2 separate regions of the Mus musculus genome follow, and region 1 is linked to region 2. Evidence: chromatin contacts called from public HiChIP or PLAC-seq data. All regions are on one chromosome and are shown on one strand. Each heading gives the region's core, a stretch centred on a gene start, on an enhancer-like site or on the middle of the called end of the contact. The rest is flanking DNA. Distances are from core to core; before and after follow the strand shown. Region 1 overlaps Scaper (S phase cyclin A-associated protein in the ER). Region 2 holds the start of Etfa (electron transferring flavoprotein, alpha polypeptide).

Evidence for each region. HiChIP or PLAC-seq counts read pairs in DNA pulled down with a chosen protein or histone mark.
Region 1: a contact with region 2 is called in an H3K27ac HiChIP or PLAC-seq map of embryonic stem cells, with 5 times the contacts expected there. The contact joins the enhancer-like site here to the promoter of Etfa in region 2. A contact is called at or near these places in 2 of 39 promoter capture datasets (the C10 cell line and cranial neural crest), 8 of 115 datasets of contacts at active chromatin or transcription factors (the 230-238 cell line, embryonic stem cells, large pre-B cells and 2 more) and 1 of 9 other capture datasets (pancreatic islet).

The regions. Positions count from the first base shown.
Region 1 is chr9:55,899,549-55,905,275 of GRCm38.p6, reverse strand. The region is part of intron 6 of Scaper (S phase cyclin A-associated protein in the ER); the gene reads left to right. Among named protein-coding and RNA genes, the nearest start is that of Scaper, 36 kb to the left of the region's middle. Within about 2 kb of position 4,450, at least 6 of the 459 cell types and tissues checked have an H3K27ac peak or open chromatin away from gene starts, as enhancers often do. A contact at or near this core is called in embryonic stem cells, where this site is marked.
Region 2 is chr9:55,509,452-55,515,824 of GRCm38.p6, reverse strand. It overlaps Etfa (electron transferring flavoprotein, alpha polypeptide), which reads left to right and starts at 3,582. Exons shown (of 12, transcript NM_145615.4): 1 at 3,582-3,794. The coding sequence starts at 3,756.

The DNA.
Region 1 (5,727 bases), core at 3,201-5,700, 390 kb before region 2:
CTCAGTAACTATCTATTGAGTACTTTAACATTTATTTCCAATATTATTTATTTTTAATATTATTTACTTATTTTCTTTGACAGTGTCACTAACCCTCAGTTGCCCTGGCTGTCCTGAAATTTGCCATATAGCCAGGCTGGCCTTACTCATAGGGTCCACCTGTCTCTGTTTTCTGAGTGCAGTGATTAAGGTGTGTGCCACCCTCCCTGACTCAATGTTTATTTATTCCATAAATATTTATTCTTGATGCTGCTTATAGGACCTGAAGAAAGTGTAATTCCAATTAAATTACTCCTAAATTACCTTCAACCCATATTGATTCAAACACTACAGGTTTTCTTTTTTATTTATGTGCAGGGTTTGCTAAAGAACAATAGCCATGTTTTCCATGTTTATATTGTTTCTATGGATATGATCTTTTGCTACACTTTTTGGTGAAAGGTTCAGATTTTTTTTGTCACTTCAAATTGTTCTGAATAGAAAGCAGTTCTTGTTTCTCAAGAACTACTATACCATACCATACCATACCATACCAACCATACCATACTATATTATACCATACCATACTATACCATACCATACCATACCATGCCATGCCATGCCATGCCATGCCATGCCATGCCATAACATACCATACCATACTATACGAGTGTAATTCTAATAATCTCATCATTCCCTGCATCACTCAAGTTCAGATTTGCCTTTTGGGGAAAGTCAGTATTTATCTGACAGAATAATTTCTGCTTTTTCATGCACTGTACTGCAGTGAAGGGAAAGGTTTTTCTGAAAAACACTTTTCTTGTAGTAACTTAGAAAATGTGACATATTAATATAAGTTAAGTAGTTTTAAATAGAAAATACTTACATGGCATTTATGAGTTTTCAACATGTATTAATATTTGTTATATTTGATAATGTTTGTAAGAGTGGTCATTTCTGGTTGTTGTTCACAGGAAATTTTGTGTATGTGAAATCTGTTGTTTCCTGAAAGGAAAATAGACTTTCCTATTTGTATGACTTTGGATAAAGATCAATAACCATACTTAACTTTAATTTTTAGGTGAGCAGTTAGTCTACATGAGGTCTGAGGATGTTTCATCTTTCGTATAAACTTACTTAGGTGAAATATTTGTTATTTGGGAAACTATTTCAGGCTAAATAAATGCCCTAAGCAATCATTATAGGTAAACATTGGTGAATTTGAGTTTGAGTGTGTTGATTGACCTTTATTTCATTTTCATGGGTGTTAGGTGTTTACATTTTCTTAATAGGTGTATTCAGTTTTTGTTACTATAATGAAATACCATAGATGAGAAATAATTATAGAGAAAAAGGGCAATTTAACTCACAGTTCTAAAGATTTGGAATCAGTTCAGTTCTGTTGTATAACCTTTTGTATCACATGTCTGTGTCTCTCATCATGGCAGCAGCTTGTGTGTGTGTGTAATCTCATCTCAGAACTAGAACCTAGAGAGACTGGAATCCACATCCTCTGAGGACATGACTTATTTGGTGTAAAGGCCTTCTACTAAGACTCATTTTTTAAAGTTTGAGCACCTTTCTTACTGCCACCCTGGTGATCATTCATTCTACATTAGGGGCACACTTTAAATTGGCAACACCGCAGCAGTGGGGAATGCTGTAAGAAAAACATCTGGGAAGACAACTTGCTGCTAAGTTTAAGAGGGTTGGCAATTACGATAAAATATTTCTGTGTTTTTACCTAGACAGCGGCAGCTTTAGTTTGTTCACAGAAGTGCTGGTAGTGATGAAATTATGGGAGAATTACTTTCATTAGCAGGTTTTTATTTCTTGTTTGTTTTTTTTTTCTCCTCAGGAGTTTGATAAATAGGTTTATATGTCATTCTAGGTTGTTATATTGAAAATTAAGAAAAAATATTTGAAAGAGCATGGTTATGAGATAGTTTTGAAAACTAAAATTATTTACCTGTCATTTTGCTTTTTGCTGATTTCCCTTTTGAACTATAGTTTTAGTATTAGCCTTTCTGAAACTAAGGAGGTATTACAAAGCAGTGCAGCTTAAACCTCATGCTCATCAGCCGGGTGATGGTTGGCACACACCTTTAATCCCAGTACTGGGGAGGCAGTGGCAGATGGATCTTTTAGACTTGGAGGGCAGCCTGGTCTACAAATTGAATTCCAGAGCAGACAGAGAAACCCTTTCTTGAAAAACAAACAAAACCAAAAATAAACTAAAAATTCTTCATGCTTATCTTGCTGAAGCACCTCTCTAGAAAGTTCTCTTTTGGCACGGATTTCTTGTGATGAATGTTTCTACCTCTTCATCAGCACTGACACCCGCTGTGCTCATTCCTATAGCTCAGGTGGAGGGCTATATTGATGTTCTGGACCCAGGGGCCTGTGCACCAGTATTGTGTGTCTGGAGGACAAAGGATGGCGTCAACCGTCCTGCTTTCTGTGCCAGTAACTCAGATTAATTATGAACCAATCGAATCCGTTGCAGCCAATTGGTAAACTAATTGGTAATTTTAGCTGTATTTCTGTATGTAGTTATCTGAATGCCTGTAACATTGCTTTCAGAGCCACTTTTGTTCTGTTTCATCTTGCTTGACAAAATGGCCTTCATAGCTTCAGGGAGAAAGATGTGCATCAGTGACTTCGAGGCCGCTCTGGCAGCTCCTCTAGTCTGTTTGTATTCACTCATTTGCAAACATGACTCAGGTTACAGCTGCATGCTACCATTCTGATCATTTTTGATAACATTGAGCTAAACATTCCTTAAAATATGCTGTCTAACCATCAAATGTACTTTTCTCTCTGCCAACTAGTATCAGAAATATTGCTGCTATGGTCTTGTCATGGACTTTTTTTTGTTTTTTCAAGCAAAAGGGAAATCAGTTGAAAATTTCCAAAATAAATCATGCAAAATTAAATCTTTCTGTTCCCTAATGTAGGTAGTTTTAAGTAGAATGAATTTAATTAGACAATTTGAGTTATATTAGTAGAATTGAAAGAAGGAAGCCAACTAACTCTTTTAATTTGTCTCTTTCCTGATTGTAGAAGACTTTTCATTACCAGTAATTTGGCACCAAGTACTTCCTATCTTTGAAAGGAAATAAACAATACTTCTCTGTTCAGAAGTCTTGTAAAGAAGAATATACCTTTTATGGCTATTCAGGGTGGCACTTTATTTCATTTGTAAATAACTTGACAAATTTATTAATACTGGGTCTGTTTTATGAAATGTATCTCTATACACACTTTTAAGATATTTGCTATGGATTCTACAAAGTTAATTTAAACTTAGATATGGAAAAAAAATCTTGCATTTTTAAATACTGCCCGAGCCTATTGAAAAGTCTTTACAGTAAACAGAGACTGGTGATTTTAAAAAGATTTTTAAAAACGTTTTTATGTTCCTGTATGTCTGTCTGCATGTACATTGTGCAACATATGCATGTCTGGTGCTGATAAAGGCAGAAGAGGCCTTGGGTTTCTTGGAACTGGAGTTACAAATGGTTGTGAGCAGCCATGTGGGTGTTGGTAGCTGAATTCTAGTCCTCCGAAGAACAGTAATTACTCTTACCTGGTGAGCCATCTCTAGAGCTTTGTGACTGACATTTCTTATAGGGAGAATGTTGTAGGATAGTAAAATGGATATAATTTATATTTCTTTGCCTTATTATTTAAATGACAGCTTTGGCTGGTGAAATGATATTTACATATTTAGTTATACTTTATTAGCTTCTTTACAGGGGAATGGAGTATAGTTAGTGACCTATGCTTTACATTCATTTCTTATACAAAGTAAAATTTGAGATTTAGATGCATAATGAACTTATTGCAAAAGATTAGTTTTGTGAGATGTATAGAATATATTGTCAAAGTAGTGTAAGTGTGGGTTACCTAAAGAAGAAAACTAGGGCCTGGGGAGATGGCTGAGAGAGTAAGTGTGCAAACCCAGGGACCTAAGTTACCATTGCCAGCATCCATATAGAAAGTGAGACTTAGCAGCATGCATTTGTAATCCCAGTGCTGGGCAGCAGAGGCAAGAGGGCCCCTGGTTCCTGCTGGCCAGCCCATGTAGCCAGTCAGTGAGCTCTAGCCCCAGTGAGAGATCCTGCATCAAAACATAAGATGAAGTGAGCTGGGGAGATGGCTTAGTGGGTAAGAGCATGTCTTAGTTACTGTTCTATTGCTGTGAAGATACACCATGACTAAGGCAACCTATAAAATAAATCACTAATTGGGAACTTGTTTATATATTAAGTCTATCCATGATTGTCATGGCAGCAGATAGGCAGGCATGGTGCTAGAGCAGTAACATAGAACTTTCATGAGATCTCCACAAAGAGGAGACAGAGAGAGGGAGGGAGGGAGTGATGGGAGTGGGGGGAGAGGGTAGAGACAGAGAGAGACAGACAGACTGGGCCTATTATGGACTTTTGAAACTGCAAAGCCCACTCCCACCTACACTTCCTCCAAAGCCATACCTCCTAGTCCTTCCCAAACAGTCCACCAATTGGGAAAGAAACATTCAAATATGTTGCCCCCCCCCCCCCCCCCCCCCCCGCCGCCGAAGTATTCTCATTCAAATCACCACAGAGAGCTTTCTTTTCAAGCAGGAGGAACTAAATTTGAATCCCAAGCACCTGGGCATGGCTAGGCATAGTTGTAACCCCGGTATTGATAGGCAAAGAGAGGCATCCCCTGAAAGGTTACTGGTTAGTTATCCTAGCTGAAACAGTGAGCTTCTAGGTTAGCTTTTTTTTTTTTTTTTTTTTTTTTTGGGGGGGGGGGTGTTTTTCTAGGTTAGCAAGGTACTTAATTTGTATTTATATGTATACATGTATTTGTATACCCACACATGCATGTGGACATACATACAAACATAAAAGAGGAAACCTAGAGTGTAATAATGGTAATGTGGTCAGAGAACATAGATGGTATATTCATCCATGCTAAGTTGGCTTTAAAATGTTTTCATCCTATTCAGTGAATTTAGTATTTGTTTTTGGAAGTACAAAGGGAGATTTTGATCAGTAGGAGATACAGTAGTAAGGCTTTTTTGTTGTTTTTGTTTTTGTTTTGTTTTGTTTTTGTTTTGCTTTCCTCACTTCTGTCTTCTTGCCCAACCAGGAGACACTGCTAAACTAAAGCTGCAATTTCTGTGGTTACATCATCTTGCCTCCTGTCTCATTTGCCTTTGTACCAAGCACATAAGAAATGATGGTAAAATTTTAAGTACTAAGTAATTAAAAAAGTTAACTATTTTTTGAGTCAGGAGTTTCTTTTTCTTTTTTTTTTTTTTTTTGGATCGGTTCTCTCCTATTTAAAACGTTTTTTAATTGAAATACAATTACATCACTTTCTTCCTCACTTTCCTCCCTCCAGCCCCTTCTGTGACGCCCTGTCTTGAGTTGATAGCTTCCTTTTCTTTATTATTGTTACTTGTGTGTGTGTATGTGTGTGAGTGTATATATAGTTACATGTGTGTGTATGTGAGTGTGTATATAGTTACGTGTGTGTGTGTGTGTGTGTGTGTGGTTTTAGGGCTGACCACTCTGCATTAGACAAACAGTAAAGTGACTCATCCCTGGGGGAGAGGATAACTCTCCTTCTCCAACAGTCTTTTGTTGCCTATAGCTCCTTGTCTAGGGGTGCTGGAACTACTACTATGGTAACATGCCCATTGTTACTGCTGTTGTTCTAGTTAATACATCAGTTTCTAGGAGAGACTGTTTG
Region 2 (6,373 bases), core at 2,333-4,832:
GTGTAAAGGATCTAGTTTGCAGTACAGACATCCCTGTTTCTTGGCCATGTGTATTTCCATCCTGATTATAAAAAGATATAGTAGAGACCTTATGACAAATTCTGCTGGAGTGTCTCAACACACGCTCCTATGGCATATGCCAAACCATGACATCTGAAGTGGAAAGTTATATGGCTTGAAAACATAAAACAAAACCATCATCAAATAATGACAGCAAGACTTATGATTTGATACTGGACTTGATCATAGGGTATCAAGTGACCAAATGTTGGAGTTAGCCATCATGAAATAGACTCCATACAGACCATCAAATCGTAGTATCAGGTAGGTAGAAGCAATCTATTCTAGGGTAGGAACTGGTATATTTAGGAATGAGTGCAAGTAGAACCAGAGGGCACAGTAACTTGTAAAGTTGGTAGGCTAGCTCCCATTACCACTGTTATGCCTGCCCCAGGTTATAACTTGCTATACTTCCTATAACTTGGTTATAGGAAGACCTCTTTACAATCTGCTAACAAGAGGAAAAACCATTCATATAGCTTATGAGGAGTCTTTCAATATGTAAATCCAGGCTGAAAATGGAGGGCAGATGCACTACAGCCTTACTTAGGGACAGTTTTGAAAGACAATGGTGAAGGAAGACAGACGGTTTAAGAGCTAGAACTTCAGAAAGGTATGTTGGTCATCCATTTTATGTGGATAGAGAAGCAGAGGCTAGAGGTCTGGAAAGCCAGGGACAAGAAGGCTTAGGATAGAGGCATGAAGATGAGTATATGGAAGAATTCAGCTTGGAAGAGGAACCAAGTAATCAAGACAACAATGCCTGGGCTAGCTCACTCAGCCAGCCTTTGCCTGGGCTAGCTCACTCAGCCAGCTTACAGCAGACCTCATAGGCAGGACTTTATAAGGACTGATGTACATCTTTCAAAGTGTCACAAATCAAATATGTTTCTATGGTATTGTGACCTGGGGCTCTACAGGACCAGATACCTTTGTCTCTGAAAAAGAAATCTTCTACCAGATGACTCAGCAAGAGTCCTGTTGAGCTTAGATCTCTGAGTTCAGGACCAGAACTGGTCTACAGAGCCAATTCCAGGACAATCATGACTACATAGAGAAACCCTGTCTGGGGGAGGGGGTAAGAAGAGTACTGTCAGGTCCAAAAGAAGCTCAGTCTGCTACCCTCCTGGCACTCTTTTGGTTCTGTTTGGTTCCCTCTCTCTTGGTCCTCTCTCATATTTGTTCTCTCTCTCTTTCTCTCTCCCATCTTTGTGCTCTCTCTTCTCTCTTCTGTTCTGTTCTGTTCTGTTCTGTTCTGTTCTGTTCTGTTCTCTTCTCTTCTCTTCTCTTCTCTTCTCTTCTTTTGTCTTCTCTTCCTCTCACCCGCCACCACTCCCATGGCCTGGTTCAGTCTACTGGTCATGTTTAGTCTACTTTCTCTCCCTGCTCAGGACTCTCCTTCAATCTACAATAAAAACCTTCTCAATCGTACATCTGAGCAGTCATCTTACTTGATACACCTGGTGCTAAATGGCAGTGCCATATAGGAATGAGAAGTGGGAGGAAGAGAAGCCCATGAGCTGAAGAAGTTTAGGGGACAGAGTCGGATGAGAAGGGCTGAGAGGGGCCACAGTTACCGAGTGAGTCTGCAGGCCAGCAGACACTTTGGCATGCTAACGGGTACCACGTTAGCCATTTGTCCTGACTGTCTTTTGGACCTGATTACTCCTATTGAGCTACAGCGATCATCTAGGAGCTCTGGGCACTTGTGTGCAGGAAGGAAAGCTACCATCTTGACCAATAGTGATCTAAGAGGCACTGGATGCAGCTCGGCAACCCTGGCTTGAGAAAGGCCTGGTGGCCAGAGACTCGTGTCCTCAGTCCTCAAGGCACCGGCTGAGCTCAAGTTCAGTGGGGATCCTAGCATAGAGAAGAGACAAAGAGCAGCCAGAGCTGCAGACTGTCCGTCCCACCAGGAGTCCTGGAGGAGCTGTGCCTAAGTGAGTCAGACTTCAAGGACTAGCTGAAGGCAATTCTCCCCCTTCTTTTGTTCTTTGTACAATTATTTCTACAAATAGCAAGCAGCCATATATAGGCTAGCTAATAGAAACCATCTTCTGCCTCCAAAATGTCTATAACTCAGTGGGAAAGAAGAGCATCCAAACACCTAGAGGGAACACTTTCATAACATCAGTCCTTCAGACGCACATTTGTCTGGTACTTGACATACATGTAAATGTAGAAACATATCTAATTGTACCCTCCCTCCAGAAGTTCTTCAAGGACACTCTTCTGTCTTCCAAATGAGTATGGTGATTTGTTACAGATCTGGGCCATTTTCTGTGTTTTACTTTGTACCGGCTCTGCTCTGCCCATAACCATCATGCCCTGTGGGCACTGTGCCTCTACAGGGCATGGCTGCTGCTGCTTCGCTGGAGCCTAGGATGTGCCCGAGACATCTCATGGCAGGAGGGAGGATTCTCTCCTCTTTGGTGTTTTGCCTTATCATGGAGGCAGGAAGGAGGTAGTTCATATCTCATTTAAAAAATTTTTTAAATAAAAATACTCCTTTTGATTTTTACTTACTCTTCTTTCTTTTTTCAATAGGACTTAGATTTGAGTCTAGTGGGGTAGTTCTATTGGAAGAAGAAAGTGATGGTAAACAGAATACTAGTTGTCCCTCCCACGAACAGCTTAGGTGGGCACAGTCCCAGTCCTCCACAAGCGTGGTCTTGTATAAGATGGGTTCTCACTCGGTTCACAAAACTAAGAGAGTAAAGAAGAGAAATATTCACTGTAGGGGACTAGAGATTATTGTGAAGAAATACTATTGTGGGCTAGCTCTTAAAGGTGCAATTCACTCCTGAGAGGGCTTGAGTTCTGGGACATCCTGAGCAGCCCAGAAGGCAGGTAGATTGGTCGGTCCAAAGAGCAAGAGAGATTTTAACAGCCACAGGCACTGATGCCAGAGGATAGAAGTGAGTCTGACTAAGGGCAGAGAAGAGTATGGAGAAGATCTGGGTGGACCTCAAACCTGGCCCTAGGCTGCTGGGGTGGTTCATCTCCATCCCATTCTGCCTCCTTCTGTGTAGTTTGTACGATCTCCATTTCCTTCTAGAATCCAGCTCAAATATCGCCAACTCAATAGACCCTTCCCAGGAAGTAGCAAATAAATTATTTATATTATTTATTAATAACTTTTTGTTTTGTTTTGTTTTGAGTCTCCTAAGGTCCCCAGGACTGACACCTAATTAATGCACGTTTACAATTCTCCTCACCTGCGACTATTTGGTTGGCACATTACACGTGCAGCGCTGACACTGGGCGTAAATGAGAGTGGAAAAGGACTGGAGTGAGGGGGTTCCCTTCGCGGGTGGAAAGAAAGCTGCGTACAACAGGGCAGTTAGTCCAGACAACGTTACCAACGAAAGTCCGAGACCGTCAGGGAACAGAGCCAAGCAACTGGAGGGCGTGGCGCGCATGCCAGCGTCTCGGCGCACACCCTTACCTTTGCCCTACTCCCAAGTCCCGCCTCTAACTTTCCGCTTTCCTCATTGGCTGCGTGGCTGCCCAATGGGCTCCCGGGAAGCGCGAGCCCCCGCAGTCCAGGACTAAGCTGTCAGCTCTCGTGCTCGCATCTCGCGAGCGTTCGGGTCTCTGGTAGAGGAGGCGGCGGCGGTGGCGGCGGCGGTGGTTCCCGCGCGCTCCGGGTCTCTGAGGCTGAGGGTACTGCGGGGCTGACTAGAACAGAGACAATGTTTCGAGCAGCGGCGCCTGGGCAGCTCCGGCGGGCGGTGAGTCCGGACAGGGAGGGCCGAGCAGGTGACGTCCGAGCCGCAGCCTGCTGACCCTGTCAGGCGAAGGTCACGGGCTCCCTCGACTCCCACCGTCCGCGTAGACAGTCGGTGCAGTGCCCGGGACGCGGGTCAAAGTTCTGGAGCCTTCGCCCTTGACCTCTTCCGGGTCACGCTGCCCCAACCCGGGTTCCCACGGCCCTGACTCTCGCGGGGCACTCTGGGGCTACTAGGTTCTCTCGCCTGGAGGGGAGCTGCGTCCCCCCAAAGGGGCCAGATGCCGCCGCGGAACCTCTTGGGGAAGAGTTCGAAACCTAGGCCTCCTGTGGCTGCCCTGGACGCCCACTGCCAAGGGCAGGGGCGGAGTGCTCTGCGGCTGGGCTGGTGAGACCGGGCTGAGTGGAGGAGGGGCTGGGACGTACCCGCCTGGGATCCAGTCCTGAGAAGTCGCAGACTGATGTTGCCTCAGTAGCCTTGGAAACTTGGTAGTGGGGACTTTTTCCGTGGTGACAAAGTTTACCATTTGTCTGTTTTTCGAGGACTTGAAAAAACAAAACAAAACTTTTTTTTTCTTTCTTGTCGGGGTGCTGTAAGGGAATAGCAGTTGAAGGCTGACCAGTTCCAAGGCAATAATTTAAGGAGCTTGTAGATTTTTCTAATTTACATTAAGATTGCTAGAGAAGCAATATCAGCAGCCTTGGCCTGCAAGTTATGCAGACGTTTTGTAACTTTTATACGTACTTTTTATTTTAGTGCCTTTTACCCCAATCACCACTGAGATTTTTTTCTGTCTGGGATACAACTTATGGGCTTCTTGGAAGTTTGAAGACTCCCCCCCCCCCACTTTGAATGTTGCCACTCCTTGTTAAAAAAAAAGTTAAAACACATCGTTCAGGATCCTAGCCCATCTTTCTCCCACGAGATTTTTTTAACCTCCTTTCTATAATAAAAGAATCAGTAAGCAAGTGAAGGCCATGGCTTTTGGGGGGGAGGGGCGGTTTCCAAGCAGCAGTACCTGACTTGAAGATCTATACAGAACTTGCGAAGCAATTTTGTGCATAGGTTTTATGCTCGGCCTAATTGTGGTAAGGAGAATTTAGAATTTGGTGATTTTGTAGAACTAGTCGGGGGAAAGTCCAAGTACCCAGTATTTATACATAGGCAGCATTGCCAAACCTTTGTTGTGATTTGCCAAGAATTGTGACCTTGGCCTATTTTTAAAATTAGAAGTCAAGGGTAGTAGAGTACTGTCTCTAAAGTCATTAATATTTTTTTTAAGATTTGAATGCAGCCGGGCGTGGTGGCACATGCCTTTAATCCCAGTACTCGGGAGGCAGAGGCAGGCGGATTTCTGAGTTTGAGGCCAGCCTGGTCTACAGAGTGAGTTCCAGGACAGCCAGGGATACACAGAGAAACCCTGTCTCGAAAAAAAACAACAACAACAACAAAAAAAAACCAACCAAACAAACAAACAAAAAAAGATTTGAACTGCAAGCACGAAACAAATGGTGTGAATATACTCAAATAGACCCACACACACATATTCTATCTTCTTAAAATTTAAAGTAATTACAAGTTTACAGAAAAGTGGCCAAAAAAAAAAAAAAAAAAAACACCAAAAAACCCCAACCTCACCATTTCCCAGAACCCTTCCTCGAATTTCACAGTGCGTTAACAGTTGACACATGTTTCATCTCTCAGTGTACACCCATTATAGTACAACAAAAACAGACAAATCACTGATTGACAGCACGAACACATACCCGAGGTAGCCCAGTTCCTCTGGTTTTCATGCTGATTTAGTCTTTATTAGAAAAGTTCCTCAGCCTTTCAATTTGACATTGGCATTTTTATGGGGCACAGGCCTTGTGTAGGCCTTGTGTTTTGTAGACTGTCACCCAATTTATGTCTGCCTGACATTTCCCTCATGACTGCATCCTGTGTATCCTATATTGTTGTCAGGAATCTCAGAAGTGATTTGGGCTCTCAGTGCATTGTATGAGGTGGCACACAACACTGTATGTCCCACTAGTAAAGATCTTAACTTAGGTTACTTAGGTAATAAATTGTTTGCCAGGTTTCCCCAATGTTAAGTAAATACCCTCTGTGTAATTTGTAACTAACCCCAAAGATAGAGTGAGACTCTGTAAAGCTGGTTCTCACAGACTTTCACATACTAGTTTTAACACATGATTGAGAAATAACAGACGATGCTATAAAGCCAAAATGGTTTATCTCAAATCTCTGCTCTTTTTTTTTTTTTTTTGCATGTTTATGTTTGTGATGTATTTGTGTTTGCAGTGTGTAGGTGCAGGTGTGTGTATGAGTGTGTGAAGCATGCAGGAGTTGAGTATTCTAGCTGTTGAAGTTGCCCTTAAGTCAGGGATTTCAGGCAGCCAATAGATCTGCTTTAAAAAAAAAAAAAAAAAGAAAAAACATGGGTTCTGAAGATTCAAACTTTTTTCCTCACACTCGGCTGGGCAAGTGCTTTATCCACTGAGCGCTCTCTCCAGCTTGTACTCTTAAATTAAAAACAAACAACCAACCCCAAAACCTCTGTAGCTATGATTTCTTTAAAA